Linked DNA regions of Zea mays: region 1 is linked to region 2. The links are chromatin contacts, called in public Hi-C maps. All regions are on one chromosome and are shown on one strand. Each heading gives the region's core, a stretch centred on a gene start, on an enhancer-like site or on the middle of the called end of the contact. The rest is flanking DNA. Distances are from core to core; before and after follow the strand shown. Region 1 holds the start of LOC100285179. Region 2 holds the start of LOC100274167 (putative RING zinc finger domain superfamily protein).

The links. Hi-C and Micro-C count contacts between places; a contact is called where the count stands out from the background.
Region 1: a Hi-C map of leaf shows a contact between it and region 2, with 7 times the contacts expected there. The contact joins the promoter of LOC100285179 here to the promoter of LOC100274167 in region 2. A contact is called at or near these places in 4 of 25 Hi-C or Micro-C datasets (ear, endosperm, leaf and 1 more).

The regions. Positions count from the first base shown.
Region 1 is chr1:21,906,604-21,911,529 of Zm-B73-REFERENCE-NAM-5.0, forward strand. It overlaps LOC100285179, which reads right to left and starts at 3,201. Exons shown (of 4, transcript NM_001195985.1): 1 at 3,089-3,201; 2 at 472-541; 3 at 1-166. The coding sequence starts at 3,168.
Region 2 is chr1:21,625,480-21,630,664 of Zm-B73-REFERENCE-NAM-5.0, forward strand. LOC100274167 (putative RING zinc finger domain superfamily protein) reads right to left here and starts at 1,834. Exons shown (of 2, transcript NM_001148542.1): 1 at 1,347-1,834; 2 at 1-754. The coding sequence starts at 1,574. The coding sequence ends at 164. It overlaps LOC100285938, which reads left to right and starts at 1,798. Exons shown (of 5, transcript NM_001158827.2): 1 at 1,798-2,592; 2 at 2,904-2,973; 3 at 3,106-3,702; 4 at 3,825-4,370; 5 at 4,486-5,185. The coding sequence starts at 2,543. The coding sequence ends at 5,016.

The DNA of each region.
Region 1 (4,926 bases), core at 1,951-4,450, 280 kb after region 2:
TCACATTGTAGGCATTGAGTGTGACAATCATGCCGTAGCAAAACTTGGCACAGACCCCAAAAGCCTTTGCGCCACCAGGAATATCATGGATGTGGATCTCAATATTTTCATCACCAGTGGTTGGAATCAACTTCTGAAAGCGAGCACACTTGGAGAGGAGCGGAAACTGCATGGTTGGAAAATGCAGATCAGAATAACAGTGATAAATATGCACTCTCAAGTGATTGTGCTATGCATAAAGAGAACCAAGAAACTAATCAAGTCGCTGGGATGTAAAACCCGAGATAACAACAATCAAATGACATATATGACAAAAAAGTTAATCAAGTGTCAACAAGAATCGGATTCATGGAGACAACTCTGGCAAGAAAGTGTAAATAAAAAAAATGATCTCCGACAGCACATGTATTTTGTACTATATAGTCTCACAAAGCAGCACTGTCATGTGAATGAAAACTACATCTCACTTACCTTGTGAAGGTAAAACTTTGTAGTCCCTATACGAACAGTGATGTCGCTCACCAATTCAGATGCCGCAATACTGCAAGAATAGACAGTTCCCATTAGTAGAGTGGAAAACAACAACAATACAAAAGAAACTCGATGCTTATAAATTGAAATAGAAACTTTGGATTATCGTTTTTCGATTTTGATTATCTTAATGAGCATTAGAAATTCTTACATCGTGCACCAGTAGGGACACTGTTAAATTGATAGAACAAAATGTGGTAAATACAGTACTAATTCAGATTACCATATGGAAATCAATTGTTACTATTGTTTACACAATTCGAGGGTGGAAATGGAGATCTATGGCATTGTATTACTGTAAAAGTAATTTGTCAGCATATGACGCTAAACATCTGGCTTTCCAAACTGAGGATGCTAATCTATACTGTTCCTAAACTGAAAAGCAATATCCAACCAAGCATTTGTCAAGACAATAATAATGCATGTTAACCTAAAAGAACCTTATTTACAACAATAGGCCAATACATGGAGGAAATTGACATGAAACTCTAAATGAAGAATCCTAGAATCAGTTCTAGCGCTTTGAGTTCCTCTTCTATTTGTTTCTCTCCGTAGTTATGACTAGTTTGCCCCCAAAAGTATGGTTCTCTTTGGTACCCATGCAGCTGTATCTTGAATTCTTGATATGAACCTAGGAAAAGCATAAACTCTCCTCTCTAACCAAGGCTGAAGGAAACCATAATGGGCAGTATCATGCAAGTATTTATTATAATATCTGAGTGGATTCAACAAGAACACATTGAAAAAAGCATCTTGGATAGCATGAACACTGAGGGAGGCTATAAACTCTGGAAATATATAATTTTGTAGGCACTAAAAGTTCGATGAAAGTATCATAGCTGTATTGGATTCATGGTGAATAGTGCTTAATACCTCCAGAGGATAAACTTAAGCATAAACCTACAGTGCCAACTACATAAAACACAATAACTCAGATCATTTCTAACTGAAATAAAAGAAAATCAGTCAGATTCTAAAGAACAACACGAGGGTTCAAAGGCAGCATTAAAGAAGCAAGGGAAAAGAAAGCAAAAGAAGCGATGGGTCACCTGACTTCATTCCCATCGTCCTGAAAGGTATCCGGATTCGATCCAAGCTTCATGAACTTCATCTTGAACAAGAAAGAAGAGCCGCGCAGCTTCACGCTCTTCTAGACCAAATGCTCACACGGAGACCAGACCACCACCACCACTACCAGTTGTAAGAAGCAAGAACTGCACAGCACAGCAGCACTATCCCATACTTGTCCGCAGCATCAACGGCAAACGGCCCAGAGCAGCGAAGTAGCAGTGCACAAGAACAAGTTGCTGCTGCGCCGAGAAGACCGAATATTACAACGTGCCGGAGCCCGGCCAGGAGAGAGATCGCTCGTACAACGAAACCAAACAAATAATGGGATCGGTTCAGACGCAGCAACAGCGCTCTCGTGCTTGAAGCGCACTCCAGCCCTCCCCCCCAACCTACTTATGCGGCCGGTGCCGCTGCTGCTATCGTAGGCAGTGAGGCCAGGAGGGGAGAGCAGGAGCACAAGTACCTCAGGAGAAGTAAACAATATGGAGTGAGAGAGAGGGGGGCAGTGAGCCAGAGGAGGGACACCCACAAAGCACAAAGCTGACACACCCCCACCTCCCCCTGCTGCTGCTTGTTTAATTGCGTGTCCTTGTTGATCTGGGAAAAAGATTAGTATAATAGGTATAATAGTTCCTTGCACCCTCCAGTCCAGCTCTCTTCACTCCCTCTTCTCATAAGAAAAAAATACTGCCAAGATTCAGAGGGGATCTTGCGTCCAATGCGTTGTCATATTATTAAGCAACTAGTAGTAGTCCACATTCCTCGCCACAGCGTACCGTTCCCCGAGTATGATCTCTCAACGGTCTCTGCGGCAGCAACGGCAAAAAAAAAAAAAAAAAAAAAAAAACAAACGTTAGTGGCACGGCACTGTGAGCAAGTTGAGGCAGGCAGGAGACACCGACCATCTGTTTTAAATGCGATACGGGGAGGAGGCAACGGAGAGACCAAGAACCACTTGCTCACTCTGGTTTGTGCGCTCGTGCGGGCGAATCTTATCGCCAGCACGCCAAGATCTCTCGCAGTTTTGTTGCCGCCGAGGCGAGGCCGGTGAGAACGACGAGGGAAAGAGTGGCGCACGCTGTCTCTAATACAGTATACTAGTACTACGTGGGGACTGGGGAGGGGAGGGGAGGGGAGAGGCCACACGCCAGAGGAGGCGAGTGAACAACAATAATAATAATAAACGAATCAGAAACCATCAACGACGGGCATGGGCAGGCTGCGCAAGCGCGTCACAACGTGAGAGCCATGAGGGCATGTGGGCGGCGGCATCGCATGGCATGGCATCGAGGGTTTATAGCAAACCAGAGGGAAGGCAACAAAACAGGCTAGTAGACAACAAGCAGGGCACGCAAGAACAAAGGCAAAGCGGAGGGCAGCATTCAGGCATGAGCCGAGAAAGAGCAGAACAGTGTGAGACCCACCCCAGCTCCCGAGCAATGGAGAGCCACTCTGCCCCCCCAACACCAAGAACGTAGTGCCCTACCCGGCACACCCGCCCGGGGAAGACGAGCCGGAGCCAGATGCGGCCACGCAAGTGTGTGCATGCGCCGGTCGCGTGCACATGCGGCTGTCCCTCTGCCCGCGCCCGCGCTCGTGGTTTGGGAGTTGGGACCGGGACTGGGGAGAAAGACGGTTGTTTGGCGAGGGAGGGCAATGAGCTAGCAGACCTCAGTGGGCTTGCAGGTGTCCTTCTCTCTCTCTCTCTCTCTCCTCCCATCGGCCCCCTCCAATGGCAGTGCTGCTGGACTCAGGAGGCGGCCCCCAGCATGCCACCCTCCTCTCCTCTCGAGCACCCACGCCGGTCGGCCGGCCAGCCACCTTCTGAAGCCGGAGAAGTGATGCAACAGCGAAACAGAAAGTGGAGGACTAGGAGGATCGATCGGTAAAGAAAGAAAGGAGCAAGAGCCCTCACCCTTTGACGGAAGATGCCAAGAAGAAGGAGGAGGAGGAGGCAGGGAGCAGCGAACCCTTTGATGGAATGGAAGGCTTTCCTGCTCGCCTTTGCCCTGTTTGCTCTCTAGTAGTAGTAGCTCGTTGCACTCTCCGCCCGCTTTGAATGAAGAGGGGAACTGAAAGCACGCACCCACCCTGCGTCCCTGCGCGCCACCCGCCACACCTAGCTTGCTTTCCTGCTGCAAGTGCAGGGTGGCCGGCCGGCAGTCCGTGTGTAATTGTATGCTACGCGGTACGGGTCTCCGTCTTTCCAGCTGCACGCACGCTACAGTACATGGAATGGAATGCGCAGAGGAGTAGCCAGCCGTGCACTCGTCTCCTTTGTCTGGTGCAATGCAATAGATTACACCAGCTGGTAGATCAGTTTGAACCCGAGGGGCGCCGGCGGGCCGGATTTGGGTGGGGTCTTAATTTCAAACCGTCTGGAACTCGTGTCTCCTTTGACGACGAGGATAGTTTTCCAGTCGTTCCTCCGCGTTCGATTCGATCCACAGATGAATCAGAAATGGAAGCATCTGCGCCAGCAGCTAAGCCCGCTGTGTTCGGTTCGGTTCGGTTCATTCAGAAGAAAGAGCTCGGCCGTGACGCGAAGGGGTACGGCCATGGAACAAGAGGAAAACACCGGCATGCACGCCTTTTCAGTTAATCAGGCCACGGTCGACATAAAACCAGGGGCGTCAAGACCTTAATCATCTCCGATCAAGAGGAAAACACCGGGCGGCATGCACGCCTCTGCCTCTGATAAAGCTACCCCGCCTTTCTTTTAAGGCGATCGAGGCGCGCCGAGAGATCTCTTTTGCGCACGGCACGCTCGCGGCGACCCCCGACGAAAGCGAGTGCCGCCGCCGTGGCCCCGACGACGCGTGTGCGCGCGTGACAGCAGGCAGACAGACGTCGCAAAGCGAGGCGCGGCGTGTGGTTTTCCGGCGTCGTCGGTGTGGGGGGCGTGTGGTTTTCCGGCCACTTTGACGGCATGCATGCATGCATGGCATGGCCGTGACCGTGAGCCGTGCGGGAGTGCGTACGTCGTGGGGCGAGGGCGGCCAGGTCACTAGGTCAGGCTCAGTCATGCGCGTAGTAGTCAGTGGTTTCCTAGCTTCATTATCTGCAGACAATGCATGCGCTAACGGGCAACGGCAGCAGGCTCGACCTCACCTGTGTCGCGGTCGCGGATGAATCGGACCTTGGGTGGGACCGGGCTCTCGTCTCCGTCTACCTCCACCTCCATCACTGTTTTAGATTAGGGATGTAGCTTTGGGAAGCACACAATATAGCAATAGCATTAATTGGGTAGCTACTAGTATGCATATAGCGAAATACTATGGGCGTAGTAGCCGGTACACGTAGCAGCGAAATAAAGTCAAAGAC
Region 2 (5,185 bases), core at 584-3,083:
CACCATAAACCTCTCTGAGTGACACAACACAAAATATTCAGGATATTAGAAATTACATGTCGCCATAGGAGCACCGGATTAACTGGCATGCCCACAACAGCGAATTTTACAACAGTGAAACTCCATGGTGGTTATAAGCTTACTCTGAACTAAGGGTTTGTCGTCAGGATCGTGACCGTATGTTCGTTCGACAGTATGGGCAGTCTGCACATTTCCGCGCCCATGGCTCCAAGCATGTCGAGTGGAACCTGTGCCCACAGCGCAACCTTATCAGCTCATCTCCATCGTAAAATCCATCAAGGCAAATAGAACATTCAGGCGATGCCTCTCTGCTATCATCTTTGCTAGCCTCAAAAATCTCGACCTGCAGACGCAGGAAAGCTGCCTTGGTAAGTCCGGTTGACCGGTTGGAGTGAGTGGAACCGACGGTTGGTCTTTCTTCATCTGATTCACTGCTTGGGTGGAACGACGATGAGTGGTGCCGATTTTCTTCATGCCGTGCTTCCCTGTTTCTGAAGTCGATGATTCTGAATACATCGCTAGCTGAAAATTCATCTAATGAGATGGATGGCCTGGACACAGATGAACCAAGAGAAATGCCTCTGAGTCTCTCCAGGACACGCGCTTGTGCTTGCAGTACAGCACCAGGAAGCCGCTCATTTGTCCTGAACATCAGCCTATCAAGTCTGTTCCTCCGAGCTGCAGAATCCCCAACCCCAAGGTTGTTGTTGTCTATGTACGATAAGATCTGATCCTGCAGACAGCAAAACAGAGAAATAATTTCATCTGATGGCACATCACAAACAATGAGGATGAAAATGGTAGCCCATGGCAGGACTCCTGAAATGAAGCTGGGTTGGTACTTGGTATAGACTATATGGTTATAGACAACACTAGGGCAAATGTGTGCACCAGTTTGTTTATGGTTTTAAGTTACAACTACACATAGCCAACAACCCAAATACCAAATTACATGGATGACGAATCAATTATTTCTAGTAGAATTCGAAGGATAAAGAAGCTTGGTTCAGAATCTCAGATAGGATTACAATCCGGTACAATTTCACCAATCAGATCGTTGAAGTTTAACCCAAGTATGTTATCAAAAACAAAAGTTCCACACTAACAAGTGCAAGTGCGTAATCCCTATTGATACCCATTTCCCGAGCTATGTAATTATGATATTAAAATCGGCATTTCCGGTCATCATTGAATTTCGCGGGAGCCGAATCCTAATAGCGTCCACGAATTCTATAAGCCAACGCCGGAGATTCTCCGATCCAGCCACAACACAACGGATACGACAATAATCAATCGGGAGAGAGACTGGGGCGAGGGATCCTCACGGTGTACGACCCGCGGCGACGCGGTGGCGGGGCCCCGGTGTGCAGGTGCTGCCGCACGTCCCCGGCGGCGTCGAGCTGGCGTCGCGGGCGGCACCCGCGGCGCCGGTGCCGGGCGCCAAGTCCGTGCTGGTCCCGGAGCGCGTCGGCGTGCGGATCCAGGTCGAGGTCGGAGAGGCGGGCCCCACGGGCGGCACGGCGCGCGGTGAAGAGCTCGGAGGCGCTCGTCATGCCGGTACCGGATGAGGCGCGCGTGGCGGTGCCCTGCGCTGCGCCAGCGCGAGACAGAGATTTGGGGTTTGGTGGATTGGATTAAGTTTACGTGACCTCCCTCCTTTTAATGCGGCTATCTGCTGACCCTTGCTTGTTTTTTTGGTGTGGGGAGGGGAGACGAGTGGATGAAGCTGCGAGGAGGCACTGTGGCGTGGCGTGGCGTGGGACGGACGACGGATGCCAAGAGCCCATGACCAGCGTACGGTGACGGCGACGGGTGCCCGCGCTGGATTGGAAATTTCAGTGGTCGCACGCGTATTTGTTTGGGAGTTTCGTCGACGTCGACCAGTCCAGTCATGGCCGGCTGTTGGAGCTTCAAGGGGACCGGGGACGGCAACCGGCAAGTCCCGCAAGATCTTGGCCGATCTGCTTCGCTGGGCCTTAGGCCTGTACTGAATGGGCCGTGAACCGAGATCATCCTTGTAGGGAAAAGTTGTCCAAGCCCAAGCTTTCTCAAAAAGAAAAGTCCAAACCTGAGCTGCACGTATCTGTATCTGGCATGTATACTGAGCGTGCAGGCATACCCAGCGTACGAAGCGAAGTGACGCACGGTTCAGTACCCCCACGCAAGAGAAGTCCACGGAAAACGACGGCAGATAATTGGAGGCAAGGTGTTTTCCAGCTACGCGCCAAAGGAACAATCCCCCCAGATTGGTGGGGCTCCCGCTTCGTTTTATCCATCATCCACGGCAGGCGTGCGATGGCGCCATTGTGTGGCCTGGCTTCCGTTCCGCCCGCCGAGGCCAGTGTGGCAGGCAGCTCCCGCGCGAGCGCGAGCGCGATCCAGAGGCTGGCGCACCTGCGTCACTCGCTCCGCGCTGCCGCGATCTCCTCTGACGTCGAAGTCGCCCGGGGGATGACACAGGGGGAAGGGGTGGTGTGGGAGGGGTGAACAGGAGCTCGGTGACTTTTGTGAGGGCCGCCAGATGGAGGAGCGCCGGCTCGACACGCCGGCGATGAGGAGAATCAGCGAGTGGTATATACGTTCCTAGCTTCTCCTACCATCCCTGCTGCGTCTCCTTGCTCTACTTTTCATTAATTGGCATGTTGCTGCTGCTGTTTCGCATTTGATTCGATGAGTTCGTGTCCGTAACCGGCGCTGATAGCTTGTTCAGTCCGATTTTGAACTGAAAACAAACAGCTATCGTCATTAAGCTAGCAACACGTGACCTGTGCTTTCAGATCTTCACGTCTTTTACCCGCTGAACCGCTCGCTCTAGCCAAACCCTGCAAATGAAGTTTTGCGGAGTTTGAGGCTGGCTCTTTTGCTTCGCTTGATTGTTGCAGGATTCTTTCACTAGAGTTCCCAAGCGATATTACCATCCAGGTTGGGGAGGCGACCTTCAACTTGCACAAGGTAAATACTATACTCCTCCTATATATGAATCACGTCACAGCGCTTCCGTATCATAGTTCCATTCCATGCGTGTTCTTGGATCGTATAGAAAGCTTGGGTTCTGACTGGCGGTGCGAACGCTGCTGCGTGCAGCTCCCGTTGGCATCGAGGTGCGGCTACATAAGGGAGCAGGTGTCGGGGATCAATGGCTCCAGGGTCACCCACATCGACATCACGGGCTTGCCGGGCGGCGCCGCGGCGTTCGAGCTCGTCACCAAATTCTGCTACGGCGAGAACTTCGAGCTCACGGAGGACAACGTCGCCATGCTGCGGTGCGCCGCCGAGCACCTGCAGATGACCGACGACGACAGCAGGGGCGGGAACCTGGCCGGCAGGACCGAGGCCTACCTGGAGGCCGTGGCGCTGATGAGCCTCGCGGGCGCGGTCACCGTGCTCCGGAGGTCGGAGGACCTCCTCCCGGTGTCCGAGGAGGTGGACCTCGTCGGCAGGTGCGTCGACGCCATCGCCTACTTCACCTGCAACGACAGTCAGTTCAGCATGTCCAACGGTAACGGCATGGACGTGTCGTCGTCCAAGGTCATCATCGATGATTGGTTGGCTGACGAGCTCACGTCGCTGCGGATTGACACGTTCCAGAGAGTCGTAATTGCCATGAAGGCGAGGGGGTTCAAGGGCATTGCTCTGGGCACGCTCATCATGCTCTATGCGCAGAAGTCGCTGCGAACGCTGGTGAGCTCAACCGTGCAATGTGCATCTGCATCTGTCTACAAGTACAGGAAGATCTCATTTGGTACATGATCACCACAGTTCTTACCTACACCAGCTGATAATTTGCTGAGCTTGTGTTGCAGGACACACACGGAAGGGAGAAGCAAAAGATGGAGCCGAGGCAGGAACACGAGAAGCGTGTGGTGCTTGAGACCATCGTGACTCTGCTGCCCAAGGAGAGGAACTCCATGTCCGTGAGCTTCCTCTCGATGCTGCTTCGAGCAGCGCTGTGCCTGGACACGACCCTGGCGTGCCGGCTCGACCTCGAGAAGCGGATGGCCGCGCAGCTCGGGCAGGCCGTGCTCGACGACCTCCTGATCCCGATCTTCTTGCCCGACGCCGGCAACACGTTCGACGTCGACGCGGTCCAGAGGATCCTGGTCGGGTACCTGGAGCACGAGGCCGAGGCGGACCGGCTGGACTACAACACCGACGACGACTTCACCTCGACGGCGTCGCCGCCCAACGACGTCGGAATGGTCGGCAAGCTCATGGAGTCCTACCTGGCTGAGATCGCCTCGGACGTGGACCTGCCCGTTGACAAGTTCACCGGCCTCGCCGAGATGATCCCGGAACGCGCTAGGTTCAACGACGACGGCATGTACCGTTCCATCGACATCTACTTGAAGGTGAGAAATTAAACACAGAGGTCTTAATTGTTTTTTTACTGCCATATTGGTTATGGGTTTTTTCACAATTAGATGATCGCTCACTGTACTGTGCAATATGGATTCCTGCATGCAGGCGCATCCGTATCTGAGCGAGGCCGAGCGGAAGACGGTGTGCCGGGTGATGGACTGCCAGAAGCTGTCGCGCGAGGCGTGCGCGCACGCGGCGCAGAACAATCGGCTGCCAGTGCAGACAGTGGTGCAGGTTCTCCACCACGAGCAGCGGCGCCTGCGCGAGGCCCCTACGTCGTCGTTCTACGGCGGCGAGTCCCCGACCCCGGCGCCGAGCCTCCAGGGCCGGCACGGCCGGAGCGTGCCGGACGAGATGTCACAGCTGCAGCGGGAGAACGAGGAGCTCAAGATGGAGCTGCTGCGGCTGAAGATGAACCTGAGGGACCCGTCGGCGCCCCCGCAGCACAGCGACGCTCCACCATCGGGGCGCCGCCCGCTGCCGAAGAAGGCGGCAGGCGGCAGCGGGGGGTTCATTAACAACGTGTCCAAGAAGCTCGGGCGGCTGAACCCGTTCCTGCGGCCTGACGCCGTGGGTGGCGCCAAAGTGCGCACCAAGCCGTCCAGGACCAAGGATCGGAGGCACTCCATCGGCTAGTGATTGGAATTGGCTCATGCTCATTGCCGGCTTCTTTCATCTTGAATCTTCTTGACGGCTATTTCACTCGATGAACGTAAAAAAACACTCGTTGATTGATTGATTGAATGGCCGAGTCGTGAGTAAAGATGTGTAGCTATCGCACTTGAACATAAATAAGATGCTATGT